Linked DNA regions of Mus musculus: region 2 is linked to region 1. The links are chromatin contacts, called in public Hi-C maps. All regions are on one chromosome and are shown on one strand. Each heading gives the region's core, a stretch centred on a gene start, on an enhancer-like site or on the middle of the called end of the contact. The rest is flanking DNA. Distances are from core to core; before and after follow the strand shown. Region 1 overlaps Lrrc8c (leucine rich repeat containing 8 family, member C). Region 2 overlaps Gm32276 (a long non-coding RNA gene).

Region 1 (7,168 bases), core at 1,648-4,147:
CTAACTATAAACCACGCAGGCCAGGTGTGCAGTAAACACCTGTAATCCAGTGTCCAGGAAGCCGGGGCAAGAGGCTCTCAAGTTTAAGGTCAGCCTAGGTTTGGCTCAAAAACCAAACCAAACCCTAAATACATAGTGGCTGCTATCTGGTCAATAAAAGCTGTCCAATGTTATATACCCTTCTGATTAAAAAATAATTCCTTGTGGGCAGAGGGAGACTCTCTTCTCTCTCCCTCAGATAATCCTAAGAATGCCATCTTTATTAGTGGGCGACTTTGGGAAGGGGACTGGATGGGAGCAGATACTTGTGTGGGAGGCTGATATCAGAAGACTGAGAGCTAAATCTGAAAACTCATGGCAGCTCTAGGTAAGACTGGGACTTCTTACCATGTCTCTAAACAGAAAAGGTGCAAACATCCCATCGACTCTTCTAGAAGTTTCCTCAGTGGTAGCCATTTTGTTCACTTGAGTATGACATTCTTGAAGATTCTGCCCCAGTGTAAACTCTTTAAGGTAGACTTAATTTACTTTATGAAAAACTGAAGTGACATCAACAAGGTTTGCATGAGAAGTGTTAATGGACTTTTGTATTGATGATCCATAAGTGTTACTGCTGAAATGCCAATACCGTTGATCAGTATTTGGTATGAAAACTGGATTAGAGAGTGAGATAAATTAAAGCCATAAACCAGCGTACTGAAAGAAACTGGACTTCTTTTGTTTATGAAACCCAAGGAAGAGTCCATGTTTCAGACCCTTCAGAGTGGGGCCTGTGATCAAAATGAACAACCTCCCTGAGGCAGGGACATTTCCAAAAGAGCCTGAAAAAGTCTGCTTGCTGCTTAGGACACCACGGAGACTGTCAGAGCTCATTGTAGCAGCAAGGAAGGGCTGGGTGGGCAATTCGAGGAATCTCATGTACACCACAGTTTATCTCATTGAGAATTCTGATATTCAAAACCAGATCAAATTGTGTAATGAGAGAACACAATTGTGTTCTGAGGTGTTACATTCTTGGGTGTGTGTGTGTGTGGTTATTTTTTCTATGATTTAAAATCTACATTAATTACTTTGTGCGCGTCTGATGTAGGTGCTCACTCTGTGGCACCCTTCAGAGGACAACTGACGGGAGTTGGTTCTCTCCTTCCACTGTGTGGATCCTGAAGAGCAAGCTCAGGACCTCAGGTGGATGGCAAGTGCCATTCACCCTCAGGGCCACCTTGCTGGTCCCTTAGGTGGCGTTCTATTAGGACCTTTCAACCAGAGCACCACCAGATGGCTGTTCTGTATACCTTGAGCTTGAAGCCAACCTCGGAGTTAAGAGTTCAGATGGCACATTTGTGATTTATACAGCAGTTTGTTGTGAGTTGGAGGTTGGACAGAGAGCTGATCCTCCCAGCAAGAGCACTTGGAAAACAGAGAGAGAGAGAGAGAGAGAGAGAGAGAGAGAGAGAGAGAGAGAGAGAGAGAGAGAGAGGAGGCAGACAGCCTCTCTGCACTAAGTTAGATCAGAGAACATTAGAAAAGCCAGTGGTTCAGGCACCCGAGTTTCCCGTTGGAAGGCTGGACAGTAGCTGAAAGCATTTTACTCAAGAACGAGAACAAAAACTTACTGTATTAAAAAGGACGAGAATCAGAAAGTTCAAACTCTTCAGAGATTGAGGCTTTGGAAGTTTTATAAAATCTAATAGAAAGATCTATGAGTATTTTACTCTTAGTTAAAAGAAAGTCTAAAAACTATACTGCTTTATTGAATGTTATTTACAACTTAGGTTGGGAGTCGGCCTGTGAAATCATTATGAAGATAAAACAAATTATTTGGAAGCTTGATAAAATTGAATTATTGGCGATTTGCTTCAGTTATGAACCTATACAGGATTTTCAGTTAATGCCAGAGAAAGACTTCATTATAACTATGGTGTTTAACTTGAATAGATCCCTTCTGAAGGGTGATATTAGAAATAACCATAAGTTTTAACAATCAAAACGGTGCATTCAATGGTTCAATTTACATTCCAACAACAAGTTACTCTTGCTCAATAACAGACAATCTGCCTTTAAGTTCTTTAAGGCAGAGCTTTTCTGAACATGACACATGATTCATACCATTCAATATTCTAAAATTGAATATTTCTTCCTATAAGTATAGTCATAATAGTACTTCAAATTATTATTATTATTATCATTTTAATTCCAGGTTTAAAGAAATCATGACTGAAATAGAAGCACTTGCACGGGGCTGGCCCTTCACACAGAGTGATGAGTCCTGTTCCCTTGTCTGTTTTGTAGTGTCAGGTCGCTAAACTCAGGCACGGGGCTCAGCTCTGGGCAAGTGCTTTGTCACTGAGCTATCCCGCACCCCCCAACCCCCATCTTAACTCACATGAGGACCATGTGCTTCCCAGGTATGTCTTGTCTATGTTTACATGCCACAAAAAAAAAAAAAAAACAACCAAAAAACAAACAAACAAAAAACAACAACAAAACCCAGGTCTGGGCAAGGTCATGGGGGCCAAGAAAACGTTCTTCAAAACAGGGTTTCAGAAGTCAAATCATCTTCCTACCTTCAGTGTTAAATTTTTCCTTAGGCCAGTTGGTGGACTATGTAACTCAAGTCTCCACACTAGGCTGGATTTTAGGAAAAGGAAGATCAATAAAAGCTTTGCCAGCCACCAGGTGGGAACTATTGCGAAGTGAGAACACTCAGAGGTTAGTCACAGCACTTGGCTAAGTGAGGTGCGATCTTTAGCAGAGAGCTGAGAGTTCCCGTGCTTGCTGCACTGACATCCGCCCGCACTGAGGGCAGGCTTGCGGGAAGCTGATGACTACGCTTATGTACACAGTGGGTTGTTTTATTCACCAGGCAGAAAGTGAATTGATATCTCTGCACAGGGTCTGAGGAAGGGGCGGGGCCTGCGTGGAATACATCAGCTTTTTAACAGAGGAAGGGGCAGGGCCTGCGTGGAATACATCAGCCTTCTAACAAAGGAAGGGGCGGGGCCTGCATAGAATACATCAGCTTTCTAACAGAGTGCCTTAGTAGCAAGATTGTTTTCCATCGGATGCATCCACATATCAAGGCATCAAAAGTGATTAAATTACTCAAAACAGGCTTCTAATTCTATGATTTAAAATTTAATTATCTGCTAGAATATTGAAATAAAATCTAATTTTCCTAAGGTTGTTCAACAGTACCACATGGCAATAGTGAGGTGGATGGGGGTAGTGGTTGTGTTTAATTTTTGACGACATATTTTAGGATGTTGGTTAAAAAAAAATACAGATCAGTGAGACGCCAAATGATACATGCACACAAGGAGCGCAACCACAGGGGGTTGCTTTCTTCACCCACTTCAAAAGCCTGTCCTAGGCTAACTGAAACTGTTGTTTAGGAAATGATACGATTAACAGTGTCAGAAGCAGGGGGCTTTTCAGGGTAATACTCTGTGACAGTGTACTTGTGTGAGCTCAGAGTCTGGAGTTTCCTATAGAGTGGCACCTCCTGACCAGCCAAGGTGGCGGCTGACAGTAAAACCACTGGCACAACTTCTTGGTACATATGATGAGACTCACCAAGAGCTCGGACAGGTAGAAAGAAAGTAAAGATGGTGTTGGCAAAGTATCTTCACCCATTTAGAAGATGCCAAAATTCATGAGACCTACGATTCCTTTCCTTTTACAAGAATGAACTCAAGTGAGAAAGCAAAACCCAAAGCCAGGTGGAACTACCCATTCCTGCGGGCAGAATCAATAACAGATACGTCAGCTTCCGGGACAAATAAAACTTTAAAATATTAATATTGAAAAAATACAATTAAATTTTTATTAAAAAATACATACTCCTTACTCAATCTTTGTGTACATGTTGTCTTGTGTGGAAAAGGAAAAAAAAATAATATAGGAAAGGCATTAGGACTACCTAATTCTTTATATTGTATTTGGTAGAAGCATGTTTCAGTCATACTCTGATGAAAAATAAGTTAGTCTGCTTTCATCTGCTCCCGGACATCTGAGGGCAGAGTCTCAAACAGAGCATCTTCCACAACTAGCCCGGCTCGCTTCAGAGCCCGGCAGTCTCCCAGCTCGGGAGGGAGGACTTCAAAGTGATTGCCTTTGATGTCTAAGTAGGAAAGAAATAGTAGATTTCCAATTTTTGGTGAAAGTACGGAGAGGCTGTTTTTCCCAATCTTCAAAGTTTTAAGTTTCTTGCAGAAGTAGAGTTCATCTGGGAGGCTCTCCACTTTGTTACAAGTGATGGAAAAATACTGTAAACTTTGCAGAACTCCGATTTCGGGCGGGATGAAGCGGATGTCGTTATAGGACAAGTCCAGGTATCTGATTTTGTTGCACAGGAAGAGGTGGGAGGGAAGCACCTCTACCTTATTGTGGCTGAAAAACAGTCTCTCCAGGCTGGTCAGTTTCTTGATGTGCTCTGGAATGTAAGCGATGCTGTTATACCACAGTTTGAGCACGGTCAGCTTTCTCAAGTGCTGGAAGCTCACGATCTCCTCTATGGACTTGAGGTTGTTCTCCTTCAGGTCCAGCTCCTGGAGACTGAGCAGGCTGAACACGGCGTGGGGGATGCGTTCCAGGTCGCAGTGGACCAGCTCCAGCTCCGTCAGGTTGGTCATCTTCTTCAGGTTGTTGAGCATCACCAGTTTGGTGCCATCATTGTGGACGCACATCTTCTGGAGGTGGCTGGACACATCCACCACGGCCTGAGGGATCTTGGAGACGTTGCTCTTGATGGAAAGGATTTTAAGGCTTTTGAGGTCCCTCAGAGACTCCAGGGTGACATTTTTGGAGATGTCGTGACTCAGAGAGCCAACCAGATAGAGCTCTTCCAGGTTCCGGAGGCCGTACATCCAGGGGGGCAGCTCCCTCATGTCATCAAACTTGACACTCAGGACCTTGAGATTCTCCTTCAGGAAGGAGAGCGCGGCGCTGTGGATCTTGACGGAGCACTGGTGCAGACAGAGCTCCTGCAGGTTGTCTAGCTGGGCGATGGTGGCGGGGATCATGACATTCTTAATGATCTCCAGCTTCAGAGACTGCAACTCTGTGATTTCAAACACGGTGTCCGGGAGGCCAGACAGCATGATCAGCGGCAGCTCCAGGCGGTTGTGGGCATTTGTCTGCAGCTTCTGCCGCAGTTTGTCCGGGGTCCACTCGTTATTTAAATTGAGTTGTTTTAACTTGTTCTCGCTGACTTCAGACAGGAACACTGCAAACCGCTTGGAATAGAGAGGGTCATACTGGTCTATCATATGGAGCATGAAAGCAAAGTCATTTTTCACATCCGGAATGTCATCGATTCCCGTCTCCTGCCGGACATACTCGAAGGAATATTCCCTCAGAGAACGGTAGAACAGCCAGTATAAGGTGTAAAGGCACGTCAGGCCATAGATGCTTACAAAGCACAGGTAGCAAAAGGAGAGCTTAGAGAACAAATGAGCCATGGTGTGATTGCAAGAAAAGTTCTTATAGCCCGTCATGTCCTGGATGTCCACATTACAGTCCACTGTGAACTGGACTTTGGAAACCAGGGCACTGTTGTAGGCAATGATGATTAGGAATTTGATGACCTTCAGCACAGTCTGTCGCACGTACATGGCGTACAGGATATCACCTTCTTCCACATGCAGTCTGAACTTCTTCACCTTCTCAAACAAGGCCTTGGCCTGCTCACCTTCCTTCTTGTCCAGAGCCCCCGCAGCAGATTTGTCAACCACGAACTTTTCAGGAATTGACTTGAGAGACTGGGACCTCACCAGGTTGCCCTCGGGACCAGACTGGATGGTGCCGGACCTGTTCATGTTGTTTTTTCTGTTGTCCTTCTCTTCGGAGTCCTCTCCGGACACTTCGGAGAGAGCCCGTGTGGTCCACGGGGAGTCAAAGCACTTCCCCAGGATGGAGATGAAATGTTCTATTTTGGAACTGGATCCGGGGAATTTGAACCAGAAGTTGCTACAGAGCATGAAGACCAGGGTGTGGATGAGCACCAGGTATGGGAAGTACTTGGCATACCAGTGGAGGGCTCGCTCGTAGCACATCTGGTTGATGAAACTGTACTGCTGAAGGTCCAGGTCTGTCTTCAGTCCCTTCATCTCCACGGTCGCGGGGTTGGTCGGTGAGGGTTTAGGTGGGGGCAGCGGAGTGGTACTGATAACTGCCTGGGAGACATTGGGAACGGAAGAGTGGTTCTGAGCAGGCTGCACTCTTTTCGGAAGGCAGATGATCTTGTCTTGCATGACCTGAAACACAGAAATAATAGTTTCAAATTCTATTACCCAAAGAGCTCTTGTAATGTCATTAGTGCCAAGAAAGTAGCAATAACATCCAATAAATGTCCATTTCCTCTGCCTGGAGAACATAACATTCGACTCCAGTAGCAAGACCTTATTCTTAGCTCATGTTATGGAAAAATGAAATATCTGATTTTGTTTACCACATCAAGAATTGACACAAAGCAGCAGCATTGTCAGGACACGGAACATGTCTTAGCAACGTGAGTATTTAGGGAATATTCAGTATTTTTGATCTCTGTATTTCTTCACTGCATTGAGAATCAGTACATGCCCTTACGGGAAGCTGCCGGCTCTGGATGTTGTCTTCACTTGTGAGAAATGTGTAAACGATGGAAAGAAGAAATGTGGAAGTAATTCCTGGTCCTCCTGTTTACCCCTCTCCTCCACCCACGTTGTACACTACACGCATGATTAACATAACTGGCTTTGATGTAACAGGGCTCTCACGGAAGCATCCCCACGTTCTTTCGAGATGAGAGAACACAAACAAGGCCCAATAGCAATGCATTCTTGCATTAATTTGCTGCCTTGGAGAACAACCTTCAGCTACCCTGCCAAGCTCTGCTGAGAAGACTATCAAGTAAGAGCATCAAGCAGCTCCGAGGAGTGCAATACAGAAGAGACAGGGTACGACCTGTCTGGGATGAGGCAAGATGCTGCTCGAATCAAATTAGAGAAGTCACCTTCACCAAAAGAATCAGGAACCTGGGACAATATGAACAACGAGCAACAACCCAGAAGATGAAGAGCAGCCAAAGAATTCAGAGCATTATGAATGAAATTAATGAGCACTAGTGAATGGAAGGAAAAGTTTTGATGAATGAAATTAATGATAAGCTTTGATGAATGAAACTAATAAT
Region 2 (7,168 bases), core at 2,376-4,875, 45 kb before region 1:
TCTCCAAGTACTACAATTCTGATGCAACCACGTCTTTAATTCTTCATCATCTACTCTTTGTCCCCAACATTGTCAACAATACAAATCGGCCAGCTTTCCAGACTTCAAGTAAAAAGCACTGGGCTCTCACTGAGCTGGACCAGCAGGTCAAGTGACATTTCAATACATGTGTCTGTACCACAGGCACTAATCAAATCAGAGCTGTTCCTCTTTCTGTCATTGTTGCTTTGTGTTCGAAGCCAACAAACATCTCCCTTCTAGTGACTTTTATGGACTATGGCAGCAGTTACTGTGGGGACACCTATTCTATTGTTTTGTAGAACAGAACAATTTATTACTTCTGTCCGTATTTTGGTGTCCATGAGCCATCCTCCCTCTCCCCCTCTCTCCTTGGGTCTTACATCTTGTTCTTGTGGTCAAAACATGATTGTCACAGTCTGAGGGCAGAGAAGGGGACAGCTGGAAGGTAAGTACAGCATTGTCCTTTTGCTTAAGAGCAGAAAACACTTTTTTGATTAAACAATAGATACTCATTTCTTGACAGTGTGGAAGCTGGAGACTGCAAGGCCAAGATGTTGACAAGACTCTTTCCTTCCATCACCTTAGTCTGTTATGTTCTCCATTTCTCACGACAGTAATGTCCTTGCTACTGGTTTATCATAGTAGATACAACAGAGGGCACAGTTAAGGCATGTAGAAAGCAAGTCACCTGAGAGGAAGAACACGAGACGTCAGGAGCCTGAAACCTCCATTTGGGCTACGGCTCAGAAGTGAAGAATCCTCCCGCCAACTGTTTCCCATCAGTGTTCCTTGTCAAGTCTCACTGGCCCCAAACCAGGGACACAAACAGCCTTAGCCACCAGGAGGAACTGGAAAGTGAACAAAGGGGCAGGAGAGTGGGAGAGTACCTTTACTGACTTCAGTTGAGCTGGCTACACACACACACACACACACACACACACACACACACACACTTCTATACACACATACATACATATATATTCATATATTCACATTTACACATATATGTACAAATACATATAATATATATGAAGTTAGTACAGGAGAAAGAAAGAAGAACTATTGGGAGATTTCCAAAAGCAAAAGCAATTAGAACTTTAGGGTTGACTATCAGCAAAACTATCCTTTTGCCTCGCAACTCTTAGACTGACCTAAATCGAGACTATATATAGTACAAAGTACTCTTTATTCAGCTAATGCGCTGTGCTGGGAACTACTGTTGGGTGTTAGATATATGTTATCTGTGCTTCTCTTACAGTCTGGCAAGATGGCTGCCAGAATCATTATGTTCAGAGAGATTTAGGTTATTTCCCATTAGGGAATGGTGGGGAGGTCTATTCTGATTTCTGTCATTAAAGTCTTACTTTTCTTGAATTTTAAATAAATTAAATCATACATACTGACTTCCCTCACTGACTATTAGGCCCTCAATCCATTCATCAGTAATAGGAATTATTCATTCTTTATTGCTGGAGAGTCTCCAGTTGTTATTTCGATAAAGTACTCCGATTTATTATGTTTTATAATAGATTGGTATTTAGGGTGTTTCCACTTTGGAGATACGAATAAAACCTCTCTTAACATTGTTATAAGTTTGGTATAGAAGCATATGCCTATAATTCCAGGCTGAGGCAGGAGGATTGCAAATTTAAGGACATCCTGAGCTGCAGAGCAAGACCCTGCCTCAAAAGCAAAACCAGCCAAAACCTCATACTCTTGTATGTGTGAGCTGGTGGACACAGGTGCTCTCTTCTGTCAGATTTGCTTGTAGAACTGGAGTGGGCCACATTTGGCATCAGAAGATGAACTCTTAAAGATTTCCTAAGCAATGGTACAAAGTTATAAATTCAATCAGCAATTTGTGAGACAGTGTCTGCCAGTGCATATCTGTGTGCGCATGTGCTTGTATGTGCATCTGCATGTGTATGCATGTAATTTTAAAAGATATTTGGTGTATTGCAGAGGGAAAAGTTGATCAACTTCACAATATTGAAAGTGCGTTTACATTTAACTTATAGCTTAAGTTTTAAAGACTTTGTGAACAATGTAGCATAATCACATTCTTAAAAATGCACCCCTTGACCTTGCACCCAGATACCATTCCAATTGGAGACTCTCAGATGTGGTGATATAATTTAAGGATGGATTACCTATATTGCTGGTAGATTTTTGTGGTATATGAGACAGTTCCTATGATAACCACAAGGCTTTCTTTTCTTTCAGTGATGATGTAAAAATCGGACAATCAAAGATCCTTAGATGGTTCCTGGAGACCTGTTTCAAGGGTTGAGAACTCATATAATGAAATGTATTAATATAATGAAAAGTCTCAGTCATTTATAAATTATATTAAGGTAGTGCTATATTATAGTCATGAGTCACCATGTGGGTGCTTGGAATTGATCTCGGGACTTCTGGAAGAGCAACCAGTGTTCGTAACTGTTCAGCCATCTCTCTAATCCTCCCTCCCCCCCAATTTGATAGATTTTATTAGATAAAGATAATAAACACAGTTCTGATGTCTTTTGAGTATACAGTCTAGCTGTGCAGAGGAAAAAAAGGCCAAATAATATAAGGAGCTATTCCAGTAATACATAAATATGTTAGTTTAATTTTTAAAAAGATTGCATGCACAAGAAAACAACACATATGTGTTTTTAAGGTTATGGCTTTATAAGGTTTATGGTTTTAAAGTTATAAAGGTTAGCCTGGCATAGATGCCCCAGCCCTTCTAAGTCAGTCCCTAAGCAGAAGAGGAAATAATAAGAAAAAGATGTCAGAGAGCAGGGAGAGGTCACTTCAGGCCAATTCAGTGTCAATCGCCAAAAGGCACAGATAGAAGATGCAAGGTCTAGGGCAGACCTGTGAACAAACCAGCCAGAGTGCTGGAAGCCACAGCTGTCAGTCAGAGTCAGAGGGAACTGGCAAGCCCTGCTAAATCAGACACCTGGCGGTCCTCAGTCTCCATGACAACGTTGGGAGCAAGCTAAGAATTCAAAACCTTTTCTAGTTGCATGTCTATTAGATTGTGGGTGGGATTCTAACCCACACAGCCCAACTCTAGCACTGGAAAGGAAGTTCTAGGAGGGTTTGCACAGGGCTTGGAAGCTGGGTGGACCGGAAGTTTCCTGTCTTTCACTGTGTGCGCGAGTGCTAGAATACCTGAGCGTCTACACCTTAGCGTCAGTGGTCCAGCTGGCATAGCCTTGTGTGAGCTGTACTGCTCAGTCTGCCCAGGGTCAGTGACGTGGCTTTCAGTAGGCCACCCTCCAAGCGCTCCAATTTTTGTAGATCATGGCTCTACACAACTTGGGAGATTGGGAGGACATTCTTAACTAGAGGCCACCAAAAATCAGACTTTGAAGGAAGACAAATCCGGCCCGAGGTGTAGGGTTCGTTATCCAGAAACGCTGGAGGAGAAAACCTAGGAGGTAGAGATTGCAGCGTTGTGTGGCAAGGCAGAGCATGGGGTGACAAGGGGGCTGTGCAGATCTGGGAGTGACTTGGTGCCAAAAAAGTCCAGACAGATGGAGAGAGATCAGTCAGGCCTAGAAAAGATGGTTATTGTTTCCTTGCTGTTGCCATATCGCTCGTGGCCACTAGAGGGCTTCCCCGCCTCATCTGGAATCCACACCTCAGCTAAGGTTTCCCAACCGTGCTGCGTTCCAAATCTAAGCCAGGCTGGCCCGTGGGCCCCTTGCTTAACCCAAGCTGGGATTCTGAACCAATGAAATTTGGGGTGCCTCTCACTGGAGTGACAACGAGGCTGGGAACCAGGAGTCAGATGCAGGGGTGACAGAATATGTGGCAGGGTCCACAGTGGCCTGGGGCAGCAGGATAAAGGGAAAGGTAGCTGCCTTCCAAATACCAGCAGGGGCCAGTAAGCAAGGCTTGAGGGAGGCAGAGGTTCTAGAAATCGCTGGAATCCTTTCCCTGCGAGGTGGGCTGTTCGACCTCTCTGGTCGTTGATCATAAGAAACCCTTTCTTTCTCCGGTTTGCTAGCATGGAGGAGCTGGGCTGAACGGCCCGGGACAGCAGACCACAGCCCATTGAGCAATGATCTCTGGGGCTGTTTGTGCAATGTGTGTGGTGTGCTTGGGGGGGCATGCTACAGACACAAAAATTCTAAGACCCAGGCTGTGGGGTGAGAGGGTCATCTCTCAGCCATTTCCTTGGGCAGAGAAGTTCACCATAAAAGTCTAGGTATGAAGTTGTCATTCCCCCTAAAGATGTAGGGTATGGCCTTTGTCTCATGTTCTCCAGCACCTTTGTCTCCTTAAAAAGATTTATTTTTATTTATATGTGTTAATATGTGCATGTGTGTGGAGTGCCTGTGGAGGTATCAGATCCTCTGGAACTGGAGATATAGAACTGTGAGCTGCCTGATGTGGATGCTGGGAACTTAACCCTGAAGTAGCAGCAAGTATTACTTCTTAACATTGGAGCCATCTCTCTGTTCCCTCTCTGACCCAATCCTCCAGCATCTCTTTTGGCCCAGCCTTGATCTTAGTGGACAGACCTTCCACAGTAGAGAGCTGCCTGCTGCCTGCTTCACCTGTCCCCGGGCAATTTCTCTTTCTATCTCTGTCTGGATGTTGTCCATATCTCTCAGAGGTTAGATCATGCTCTCTTATTCGGCTGTATCCAGTTTGGCCCTGTTTCTGTCTGCTGCTCATACTGGAAGTCGGATGGTGGTTCCAGTGGCTACATGAATGATTTAGGGATCGGCAGGAAGGAGATTTGTGTGTGCATTTATATATGTTGGCTGGGCGGGGGTGGGGTGGGGTGGGGGGAGTGTGTGTCCTGCTTCTCTGAGGGCTCAACTCACATATACTCAAAGACATTGGTTAAACTGAAGAATGAATGTCCCAGATGCCAAATCTATGCCCACCCTAAAAGCACAGGGCTTGTCATGGGCTTATACCAGTTGCTATGAGCACGTCCATTGAACACACACTCTTATTGGAGCACAAATATGCAAACTCTTTAGAATATATGTTTTCATTTTCCTTTTTAATTGAGATGTTTCTGTAAGAGCAGTTCTCAAGGACTTAGGTACTCATTTAAGTTGGAGGCATTTCACTGCGTGTACACCTAGTATACAAGATGGCAGCTGTTCCTTAGACACAACTGTTCATAGTACATCAGGCTGGTTCCTGGTCTTCGTTTCCACCTTCTTTTGCCATCTCGTGACACTTGTGATCTAAGGCTGGATCTCTCTCTCTCTCTCTCTCTCTCTCTCTCTCTCTCTCTCTCTCTCTCTCTCCTTCCCTCCCTTGTCCAAGTTCTCCCTACATAGTCTGCAAAGTTTTGAACTCACTGTGTTGCCTAGACTGGTCTTGAGCTCTCTGTAATCCTCCTGCTTCAGCCTCTTGGGTGCTAGGGTTACAGGCCTAGGTCAGCAAGCTCAGTTCAAGCAGTTTGCTCTGGTCCCATCCAGGCACATTACGTTAGAATTCCTGGGCAGGACACAGGAGTTCTTGTATCCCACCCTTGCTCATGATCCCAAGCCAAGTGGTCCCTAGAGCATCAAGGAAGGTAGGGTGCTGGGGTGGCCTTGGGTTCTTGACTTAATCTACTGGCTGTGATGGGGTTCCACAAGTGGGCTTACAAATGGCTGACATAGAGTTCTCAGTGTTCCAGAGGCTGGGAACTCTAAGACTGGGTGCCAGCAGGTTTGGTGTGTGATGAGGGCCCACTGCCTGGGATTCTACAATGCATTCTCACTGAGCTCTCTGGAGTCCATCTCCCAGTCCTTAGTGATTCTCGCTCCATGTTCTATGGGCGGATCCTGGTCATATCATTGCTTCTGGGTTTAGGGTTCCAATGTACAATTTCGAGGGAACAAATAAATTTTTTTCTCTCTCTAAAATGTTGAGTTTTAAGAGTTCTCTGTGTATTCCAGACATAAGGCCTCTGTCAGACATCATTTGTAAATGTTTCTACCACTCTGTAATTTGTCTTTTTGATCCCTTTTACAGGATTTTTTTCCCCACAAAGCAAATATTTCTAATTTTGATGAGGCCCAGTGTATAAATTTTTCCATTTATGGGTTGTGCTTTTTGTCTTGAGTTTCAGAATTCTTCTCCTAGACCCTCATTCTTTTTTTTTTTTTTTTTTTTTTTTTTCTGGCGACTTGTTCCTTTTTAGCAGTTTCACAGTCCCAGAATTCTGTTTCAGTCCAGGATCCATTCTGACTCTGGTGTGTAAGGTGGGAGGCTCAGAGTGAGCGGCTCCAAGCTGTTGAAAGGCAGCCTTTCACCCATTGGCTCACATTCACTCTTTAGTCAACACTCAGAGGGACTTCGTGGGTCTACATCAGAATACGTGGTCATTCCCAGCGTATCCAATGGGTCATCCACTATGTAACTTGGGCTGGCTGTACCTCCCTTCCCGAGTGCTAGGATCACTGACGTGTGCACTCCCTACATATTTCTAGGTTCTGGGCTCTGTTCTAGTCATCTTGCCTGCTCTCCACTCCGCGCACACTGTCTTGATGCTGTGGCTACATATAAATGTCAACATTGAGAAGTGTGATTCTAGTTTTCTCCCTGCCCCCACTCCAAATTGGCTGTTTCTACGGCTGCTTCCTTTCCACATAAATCTGTCTAACCCCGCACAGAAACCTGTTGAGATTTTGACAGGAGTTGCTTCAGTCCGGGTCAGTTTTAAGAAAGGACTGTTTGTTTTCGCCCAGCCCCGGAGCCTGACCCTAGGATACACGGTCCCGTCCAGCCAACACAAACACCTTTCTGGTGCAGGAGAGACTCCACGTGGACCAGCTTTGGCAGTGTAGACCAGCCTGTGAGCTCTGTTCTGCTTACAGCCCTGCAATCCGAGGAGATTCAAGCCCACATCGGCTTCTAAAGGGCTGGTGGAAGCTTCCTGGGACTCAGAAGGTGTCTTAAGGGAAAGGACACTGACGGCTCAGAACAATGCCGTGAAACCCAGAGATTCCGTTCAGTAAAATTGATCGTTGTCTCTGCTTTGCTGGAGAAAGGGACATCTATTGGATAGGAGGCTGGACAAAGCGCTGTGAGGAATTTTGTGAGGAGGAGACATGATGAAAGCCGGTTTTGTCAAAAGACTTCGGACTTACCTTTCTGCTCTCTAGATACCATGCCCTCTTCTCCAGAGTCCGGAACC

What was found. Hi-C and Micro-C count contacts between places; a contact is called where the count stands out from the background.
Region 2: a Hi-C map of CD8 T cells shows a contact between it and region 1, with 2.6 times the contacts expected there. The contact joins two enhancer-like sites. A contact is called at or near these places in 1 of 39 promoter capture datasets (the C10 cell line), 4 of 15 datasets of contacts at CTCF or cohesin (CD8 T cells, the NIH/3T3 cell line, large pre-B cells and 1 more), 44 of 484 Hi-C or Micro-C datasets (B cells, the Ba/F3 cell line, the C10 cell line and 28 more) and 14 of 115 datasets of contacts at active chromatin or transcription factors (CD4 T cells, CD8 T cells, the HPC-7 cell line and 9 more).

The regions. Positions count from the first base shown.
Region 1 is chr5:105,605,585-105,612,752 of GRCm38.p6, reverse strand. Lrrc8c (leucine rich repeat containing 8 family, member C) reads right to left here. Exons shown (of 4, transcript NM_133897.2): 4 at 3,799-6,254. The coding sequence ends at 3,981. Among named protein-coding and RNA genes, the nearest start is that of Gm32230, 35 kb to the left of the region's middle. Within about 2 kb of position 2,897, at least 43 of the 459 cell types and tissues checked have an H3K27ac peak or open chromatin away from gene starts, as enhancers often do. A contact at or near this core is called in CD8 T cells, Th1 cells and trophoblast stem cells, where this site is marked.
Region 2 is chr5:105,651,343-105,658,510 of GRCm38.p6, reverse strand. It overlaps Gm32276 (a long non-coding RNA gene), which reads right to left. Exons shown (of 5, transcript XR_389458.3): 1 at 7,122-7,168; 2 at 2,172-2,295; 3 at 1,736-1,842; 4 at 710-869. Among named protein-coding and RNA genes, the nearest start is that of Gm32276, 3.6 kb to the right of the region's middle. Within about 2 kb of position 3,625, at least 86 of the 459 cell types and tissues checked have an H3K27ac peak or open chromatin away from gene starts, as enhancers often do. A contact at or near this core is called in CD8 T cells, Th1 cells and trophoblast stem cells, where this site is marked.